2 separate regions of the Mus musculus genome follow, and region 2 is linked to region 1. A link is a contact called in public Hi-C data. All regions are on one chromosome and are shown on one strand. The core of a region is the stretch at or near the end of the contact, and the rest is flanking DNA. Distances in the headings are between cores, read along the strand shown. Region 1 has its middle 420 kb from the start of Zfat. Region 2 overlaps Zfat (zinc finger and AT hook domain containing).

Region 1 (4,767 bases), core at 1,370-3,869:
CAGTAAAAACCTTTCCATTGTAATTGAATGATCCAAAAAAGTAACCCCACCAACAAAGATTAAGTGGGGAAACAAAATCCATACTTGCCAGGCTACAATGAGGCATCTCTTAATCCCTTTGTTAAACTGCAGTCAGAAATGGCTTAGTGGGGAGCCAGCTTTCACCATAGTTCAGCAACAAAGAGGCTTTGCTCTTTTCTTCCCTGCTCACCTCCTCTGATTATCAGAGGTGACCATATGAGGAGGAAGCTGGGCTTCCACTACCACCATGGGCTACCAACAAGACAACTCCATTACACCCTACTGTGGTGGTATCAGGGAAGACCCTGAGAACAACATTGTTCATGAGTAAGCACTCTCCTCACAGTCAGGAGAGGACAAATAGGAACAGAAATAAAGCTGGACCCAGAGTTCCATCATCCACCCTGCAGTAGCAAAGAGCTATCTTCATCAGGGCCAGCAATATGGCTGAGTGAGTAACAAGGCTTGTTCATTCTGCCAAGTCTGAGAACCTTAATTTGATCCACAAGACCCACAAATAAGGAAAGAACAGTTCCGAAAGACTGCTCTCTGACCTTCATAAAGTGCTGTGGTACCTTCCCACATGTCCCATCCCACTAAATAAATAAATAGATACAACTTTTAAAAAGAGCTTCCCTTCCCTCACAAATGTCACTAAAGATCAAGTGGACCTGTTTAACTTCACCTGACTTTAATGGGATGGTTCTGTATATCATCCACCAAACTAATTTAGCCAGATGCCAGCTAAAAGAAAAGAAAGATAACATTGTTATAAAATCACCCAATAATATCTAAAGTTGTCTCTGCTTTTATTTCAAAGTGATTTACCACATGAAAAATGAGGAGAGGGGGCTCAAACTAGGTAAAGAAATCTAATTAATAGATGTCATTACTATGATGGTAATAATCTTAACTATCAGCATAAAGCAACCATACACCACAGTGTTTAATTATTAAGTAAGCACATTTGGAAAATAATAGAAGTTAAATCTCCAGACACAAGTCGGAAGTGTCAGAGACAAACCAGCTTACAAGGGGAACGAAGCAGAAATTTTAAAACTGAAAAATTTGAAAATAATTAAGGAAAGGTCTCTAAGCAAAAAGGTGGTAATAAAAGAAGGGTTTTGGAAGATCACAAAGAAGGAAAAAAAAGTAGTAGCCTCTAGAAAGATAAAGCATCGAGGAATTACAGTGAGCTTCCTTTCTGTTCTTTACTTTTCTAAATTTGATTTAATTAAGCCAAACTTAGACTACTATACAGCATATGTGGAAGAAAAATCTAAAACAATTGCAATTGAAGGAGGGCAGATAAAGTGAGTTAACTGTGTATACTAGTAGATTTGGAAAAATTATGTATATGCAGTATAATATCTAGTATACACATGAATTAGAGATCCAAAAATATTATACATAAATCTTTCCTGCAGTATGATATGGTATGACTGTAAAGGGGTAACCAACTACTTACTGATTAAAATCATGATCTAATTCACAGGAGGGATTCCATGCCTTTTACTGTAAACCTAGTCAAACCCCCATGATATGAGGAGGTTGTAGGCCCTAGGATGGGGATACTATTTTTATTTGGTAAACTGTATCTTTGTCAAACTGCTTTCTAAATATTTATGGTATATCTTGGTCAGAGAAGCTTCTTTTTAGATTTTACAGACACCCACAGGATAATGAGAGAGAGAATGGTATAAAGAAGTCCGCACACACCAAAACTACAAAGCAATGAAGCTCACCCAATACGATGAAGAAAATAATAATAATCCTTACCAAAATTTAATTTGGGTTCACCAACCCAAGAGCCAAGGTCATAAAGGACAGCACAATGGGCACCTGCATTGAACAAATCCTTGTGAGCCTCTATGTGATGTTACAAATAGAATACTGGAGCAAAGTGAATACAATGTCTAAGGCCATATTTCAGCTTTCATGGTCTTCTACATACAGTCTAGTGGGAACCTGGCATGACTAAATGTAAGCACTAAATCAGAGAAATCCTGGAGGATACCTTGTGGAAAAAAGGGAACTAGCCCTACCTTAATTTGAGTCTTCTTTCTCCCTTATTTTCCAAGGCATATTGTGTATCATTTTATACCTTCAATTTTAACAAATTGAGAAATAGGCATCAATTGTATTAACTATGAGGAAATTTGACACCTTGAGCATCTGAAATGGCATCATGGAAGAGAAACATCAGCTGTTTATCACACTCCAACTGATAAATTCACCATGCACCCCCTCACCAGAGATTCTCTATGCATAGAACAAGAATTAGATTTGTGAGAGTAGATTTTGAACTGGGTAGATGTTTTTCTGCAGAGATAATCACTACAAACATTCTCTGTGAAAGTCATTTTCCACTTTATTTCCTGCGCCTTGCTTGGCCAAAAAAACAAATCTCACCAAAGAACCCTCTGTAGTGGCATCTGTGTGCAATCTGCTGCTGACTCTTTTTTGGTGTCAGCAGCCCACTCAGAATTCATGGGCTCCTCGCAGAGTCACAGGGGAATTCTGCAATAACTGGCATCTCAGGCACATTCCTTTCCAGCTCAACTGTAAACTCAAACCTTTTCTTAAGCAAGCAACTTGCCAAGCTCTCTTATTTCCTCTAGCAGGACCCAGCGTAAGTCCCAGCTCTGATGAGCAGTGTAGTCATGAGCAAGTTTCCTCAACTCACTGAGCACAGATTTTTTTTTTATACATATCATAAGAATGCCTCAGAGTTTGTGGAAATTTCAAAGATAGAGCACTGTCAAAACACCAAGCAGCAGTAGGTGCTCAACAAATGTCTTCAAGAAAATGAACCAAGATGCTTCATTCCATATAATGAGCCATCTCAATGCTCATAAAGCAATCACCATCCCTACGTGTTCACAACTTTGTACATTGGGATTTCTGGTAGACCTCATAGAAATAGTTCATCTTTTCTCTGTCACAACAGAGCATGGACTGGAGAGACTCAAATATGCAGGTGACTAAAGAGATGATCATGGGTCTTGAGTCCAGGTCCTCATTGTATCCTTCAGCTGGGCTTTTTTGATTCTTTTCTGCATTGTTTTTGGAAGGCCTGATATTTACTATTTACTCACATGTCGGGAGTCATGAGTAGAATGAGTAGAATATCTCAGAGAAGCCAGGACATCTGCCTTTCTTCACCCAGTTTCTAGGCTTTTTCACAGCATGTTCTCCATGGTCAGGCTTCTGATACCATGCTTCGTTTTCAACAGAGTAGCTCTTTCCAAAAGGCCTGGCTGTAAGTTGCCAGACTTCTTTTGGTTTGGCCTCAGAATCTCATAAATAGCTCTTGGCCATGCACGTTACCAGGACCAGCAAAGTTGAAGTAAAGAAAGTTGATGCCACTCATGACTCAGCAAAGCATCCATCTGTCATCTTTCCATACTTTCTTCATTCCAGTATCAATATGCTTTCAGGTTAGGTCTTCCTGGCCAAACTGTTTTCTGAGTAGCTTTATCCTTTGGCCTTTATTCTAAATTCTTAAATTAATTGCAAATTTTACATGACACGTTACTCTGAGGTTTTTGCTATGTAATATTATGATATTTTCGTCATGCTATGTTTGGTTTGGTTTATTTTGGTTCAATTAAGTTACATTTGGATTGAGATAGCTTCTCCCTCTATAGCTCAGACTGACCTGGAACTCATGATGTTGCCCAGGCTTAACTAAAACACTGAAATCTTGTCTCAGCCACCCAAGTACTAAGATGACAAACAAAAACCACCACCCAGGATTCTGGCTCTTCCTTATATCATTGGCATAAACGGCATAACCATAAAGTATCAACTTGTAGGGATAATCTTTTGGGCACTGTGTAAAAACATCACCTGTCAATACAAAGTGGATGGCCTATTAGCAAAAGGCAAAAAGTGGAAAGTTGGAGTTCCAGTAGATATAGGATCCTGGAAAGGAATCAGGGATGGAAAGATTTACCATCCGGAGTTGAAGGAAGTTGGACATATGAAACTGAGGAAGAGTAACCAGCCATGTAGCAGACATAGAATAGTATAAACAGCTTTAATGAATTACAAGCTAATGAGCTAGTCAGGGAACAAGCCTAGCTTAAATCTTAAAGCCACAATTAATAAATAATAAGCCTTGAGTCATTATTTGGGATCTGCAATGTAGGTAGAAAAGCATATCAACTGGCAATAAAATGAAGCACAGCAGAAATGCTGGCTCAGCAAAGACAGTTTGCTCCCCAGGAAAGCTAGGACCCTGGATCAGTATAGAAGTAACAAAGAGGTTATGTCTCCCAACACAGGCCCAAACAATCAACTTCCATCAGAGCCTGGATAAGGGTACTAATTGACTAATCCCTGAATGTTCCTAATGTCTATCATTTGTGCCTCTTCCCTCATTCCTGGGCCCTTGAGTACCACAGTAAAATCTGGCTTCCTTCATGAACAGGTCCCAAGGTCTCTTCAGGAAACACTTGCCTAGATTTATTATGTCCCTTCCACACTCCTTTTATTTTCCCCCCAAACATTAATTAGTAAAATGATAATTACTGAGTTCCAACTATAACGTAAACTCAGTTTTAGGCACTAAGGTATCAATCAATGATATATGAAATCTTTGCCCTTGTAAAATGCTAACTCTAATGAAATGATACTAGGCAGCATAATAATGAGATTCTTGGGAAAACAATGGAAGGTCAGCCAAGATTAGTCATAATGTAGGTGTACCAACCCAAAGTCTGAGGAAAGACTTTTTAAAAA
Region 2 (4,318 bases), core at 772-3,271, 380 kb after region 1:
AGAGTGACAGAGGAATACATAACATCCTGGTAGACACACAGAGACAAATACCACACACACACACACACACACACACACACACACACACACACACAAACACGCACCCATTCAAAAACATTAAACATAGAATTATGTAACGCAGCCATTCCATTCCTAGGTACATACATAAATGAAACCACATATGCATGTGAAATCTGTGCATCAATGTTCATAGAAGCATTATTCACTATAGCCAAGAAGCTCAAAGAAGCTAAATTGTCATTAATGATGAACCAATGGATAAAAGTATAGTATGTCCGTGCACTGAAATGTCATTCATTCATGAAAAGGAATGACCTGTCACATGCTAGCACATAGGTAAATCCTGAAACCAGGACACTAAGTGAATGGAGCCAGACACAGAAGGCCACGCCTTATGACTCCTGTTCATATGAAGCATACAGAGTGTAGACATTCACCAGGACACATCCATCAGTCAGTGAGTGCCAGGACATCAAAGGAAAGGGAAAACTGGCTGCTTAGGGGTGCAAGTGTTAGTTTGATTTGGCTTTACAGTGATGAGAATGTTTTAGAACTGGGTAATTGTAAAAACATACATATTTTGACCGTGGTTAAAGTCATGGAAATGTATGCTCCAAGGCTGTTGACATGGTAAAATTTGATGTCAGTGTTATCTCAAAAAAAAAAAAAAAAAAGTAAGTTAAAATAGAATTAGCCATCTAAAAAATAAGTCATAGAAAACTTAAAATGCATAAAAGAGACAAAACCATAGGAAACACTACAGTGACTATAAAGACAGAGAAAGCCTCACACATGCTCAGCTTAGCAAGCTTCAGGCATGTACTAATGGATAAGTAGCATTTTTCTGTTTTTTTTTTTTTATGTCTGTGGTATTTTTCTATAGAAAATACATAATTCACTTAACTTTTCTTGACAGCATATCTCTTCTCTCCAACTTTTAAACAATGCACCATGAACACTATATATTGTGTATTTATGCAGGCTCTGCTCTGGCAAAGAGAGAGTGTACTCATTTAGAATTTTAACAGGTCTATCAGAATGCTCTGTGAGATAGACTGCCCATTAACATTATACCAGGATCTAGAAGCTTCTATTTTTCCATACTTAAAACAATGAAGAATACCAGTATATCTTTAAAAGTTTTCTCTAATTTGATAATAAAAAATTAAAACTATGTATAATTTTAATTTATATTCTGTTGGTCACTAATGATGCTTCCTGGGTACTGATAGGTGGGATGGAACAGATCCTGTAAGAGAAAGGTGAGGCAGCAAAGCCAACATCAAGAAAACAAAAGATGACAACTTCAAATGCCAACACATTCAATGGCACTTGAGTAAGAGGATTCACTGTGTACCAGACCCTGTGCTGGGGAATGGCCCAAAGGCATCTTTGGGAGAAGGGAAAGAGAGTAGCCCGGGCATAGTTAACACATGGCCGGCCGGGGACATTGCTCTGAGACTCAGAGTGGAGTTTTAGAGCCCAGAGGAAGGGGCCTTAAACCCACACATGGCTAATGCCAAGTCCTCCTGGGTCAACCCAAACTGACGAAGGCCAAGAAATGTGCAGGAGTGAACTGGACAAAGCTATCTTTCAGGAGTGAGCATCCCAGGCAGAAGGCTGACGTCTGCCTTCTGCTAACTGCTGCTTCTGTAGCAGCTAGATCTCAGGTGAGCAAGGGGGGAGTTGGGAATCAGAGACCAGTTGTGGAGGGCCACAGCCAAAGACAGATCATACTATGAGGAAGGAGACCTGGTCTTGTGTGTATAATGGCATCGTTAGGTAAGAAGGGAAATGGCAGAATTCAGAATATACATCTCACAAGCACACCCACACAGTCCTCCCTGTAAGTGCATAATTTTTCCCGTTCTTGCTTATAAAAGAAACGAAACTATAAAATTGTTTTCTGTTTGATTCATGCTCCGTTTCACTGTAGTAAGAAGATCTTAAGCAACACTGATGAAAAGGAACTAAAACCTTTGCAAAAGCTTCTCTCGCATGCTGGCCATGGTAATCCACTGACTCCTATCTGCTGGGTGAGTTCGATGAACAAACAACCCTCTTCCCTGAGTTGATGCCTATTCAACCCAAACCGGCAAGGTGTTTCTTAACTGGAACCTGTCCTGCTGGGATGCCTCTCTAAGCAGGAAAGCACTTCTGTGAATGGTCTGCATCCTAGTAGCTCCTCGATGGGGTCAGGCAGGGAAAGGGTGGGAACTGAGACTTCCAGGGCTTGGGAGAAGCAGTTTCTCTTCCAGTCTATGCAAGCTTTCCTCCCCTTTTTATTCAAATCTGAGTACCAGTCCCTACAGGTTGAGAAGTAACTGTGGAGAACTTTCCACTGAGTCGCTTTTCTGTGGGAGAGGGGACGATCTGTCCCAAGCCTCTGAGGGTAGATGCAGCATAGGCACTGGGCAATGTGGATGCTGACCCAAGGGAATCCCTCCTCCCCCTACGCCCATTTCAGGGGCTTATGTTTCTTAGTTTCTCATCATGCAACATGAACAGCAATACTTCTTGCTCCTCAACAACTTAATCATCTGTCAGACATATTTCTCCAGCACCCCAGGCCTCGGCCAGAGGGACTTATTAACCAAACATTTTTCCGTCTGGAATCTCTCCTTGTTAACAGTGTCCGACAGATGATCAATAAGCCAGACTGTTTTGAATGCCACTCTGAACGTTCCCAGGAAAGAGCAACTGTATGGTGAGAGTGGCTAATGAACCCCTCAATGGGACATTTGCCACCCAGCCTGGGCTTCTGCTCGGCAGACTGGTGCTGCCCCTCATCATGCATAAAGGGGTTTGTGGGGGCATTTGTCTAAGTCTTGTTTGCAGCTGTCCCTCTTGCAGCTGTCCCTTTTGCACTACATGTTTTCCTTCTCGTCTGTGGGGACCTAATTACTGTGCCTAGATGGCTTCTCTAATCCATGGTGCCTGCTGTAGCTGATATCATTCAGGAACAGAGGTACAGCAGCTGCAGACAGATGTATCTCCCTTTGCCCACTGACTGTGAACCTGAAAGAGTCACAGTCTCAACCTTCCTTTAGGTTTAAAATATGGGTTTGGAGACACTGTTTCCCAACTTACAGAGAGTAATTTATTGATAGCGTACAAGACCTACCTTCATCCTCATCTGTGCAGGACCAGAGGTAGGGAAGCCACACTCTCTGACTTAATCTGAATATTTGTCGTCATTTCTCAGATAAGTAAAGTGAGGATTAGAAAATAAATTTCATTTGCTTTAAATAACTCAGCTGATAGATGCTAAAGCTGAACCACTCCACACTTGTCTAAGGTCAGACTCCTGCTTTATGCTACTGGAACCTGCTTCAAACATACATACGTACATACATACACACATACATATGTACAAACACATATATACAAACATACACACATATATAAACACATATAAATACACACACATATATACACATACATACATATAGACAAATATACATATACACATGCCTATATATACATACACATATACACACAAACATACACACATACACACACACATATCACTGACCAGGTATTAGAGGAACACCTACAGAAGCTACTGGGTAGGAAATTCAAAGAGCTGAACTTCCACAAGATCTACATTCAGACAAGTATTTGGCTCTGAGGTGGATTTTCTAAGTTTCTGCTGTGTCCATGAGCCAGGTAGCTGGCCTCACAGTAATTTAGAGTGTTCCTATATCATAAGTCCCTGCCCAGCATGCCTGTGGTCCTTACCATCTCCACCCTTGCTTGGGTTGGGGTTTTCTGGAGTGTTCAGAGGCCGGAGGGGAATGATGACGTCATCCACATTGACCCCTTCTTCCCCATGCTTCTCAGAAACGTGGGTCACGAGTTCTGACTGATTTGGTGAGAAAAGATTACAGCATTTACACATGAAGATGGCTGTGTTTTCTGTAAGAAAAAAATTACAGGGAGTATTGTTACTTCTCTGACACATAAACAATGATTACTACAAAGAACAGAGAAAGAGAGAGATGGGGGGCGGGGGCTATTTTATTGTCCACTTCCTGCAGACTGTTCCCTTTGCAGATACCTCAGGTGGGCATAATGACAATATTCTTTTTTCCGTATTTCAAAACTTTCTGCTGCAGAGACCCACCCAGCAGGCCAAACTCCAGAAAAGCACAGTCAATGGAAACATAACTGTGGTTTAACATGGAAGTTAACCTCAAGCCAAATCCTGCTCTCAGATGAAGGGAGAGGCACACTGCGGGTCACATGGAATTCTAGCCAAACTCTCTCAGACCAGGTGCAAGGAAGCTCGGCCAAG

The links. Hi-C and Micro-C count contacts between places; a contact is called where the count stands out from the background.
Region 2: a Hi-C map of muscle stem cells shows a contact between it and region 1, with 1.8 times the contacts expected there.

Annotation. Positions count from the first base shown.
Region 1 is chr15:67,838,367-67,843,133 of GRCm38.p6, forward strand. No RefSeq gene overlaps it. Among named protein-coding and RNA genes, the nearest start is that of Zfat, 420 kb to the right of the region's middle.
Region 2 is chr15:68,221,005-68,225,322 of GRCm38.p6, forward strand. It overlaps Zfat (zinc finger and AT hook domain containing), which reads right to left. Exons shown (of 16, transcript NM_001145888.1): 2 at 3,763-3,939. Among named protein-coding and RNA genes, the nearest start is that of Zfat, 36 kb to the right of the region's middle.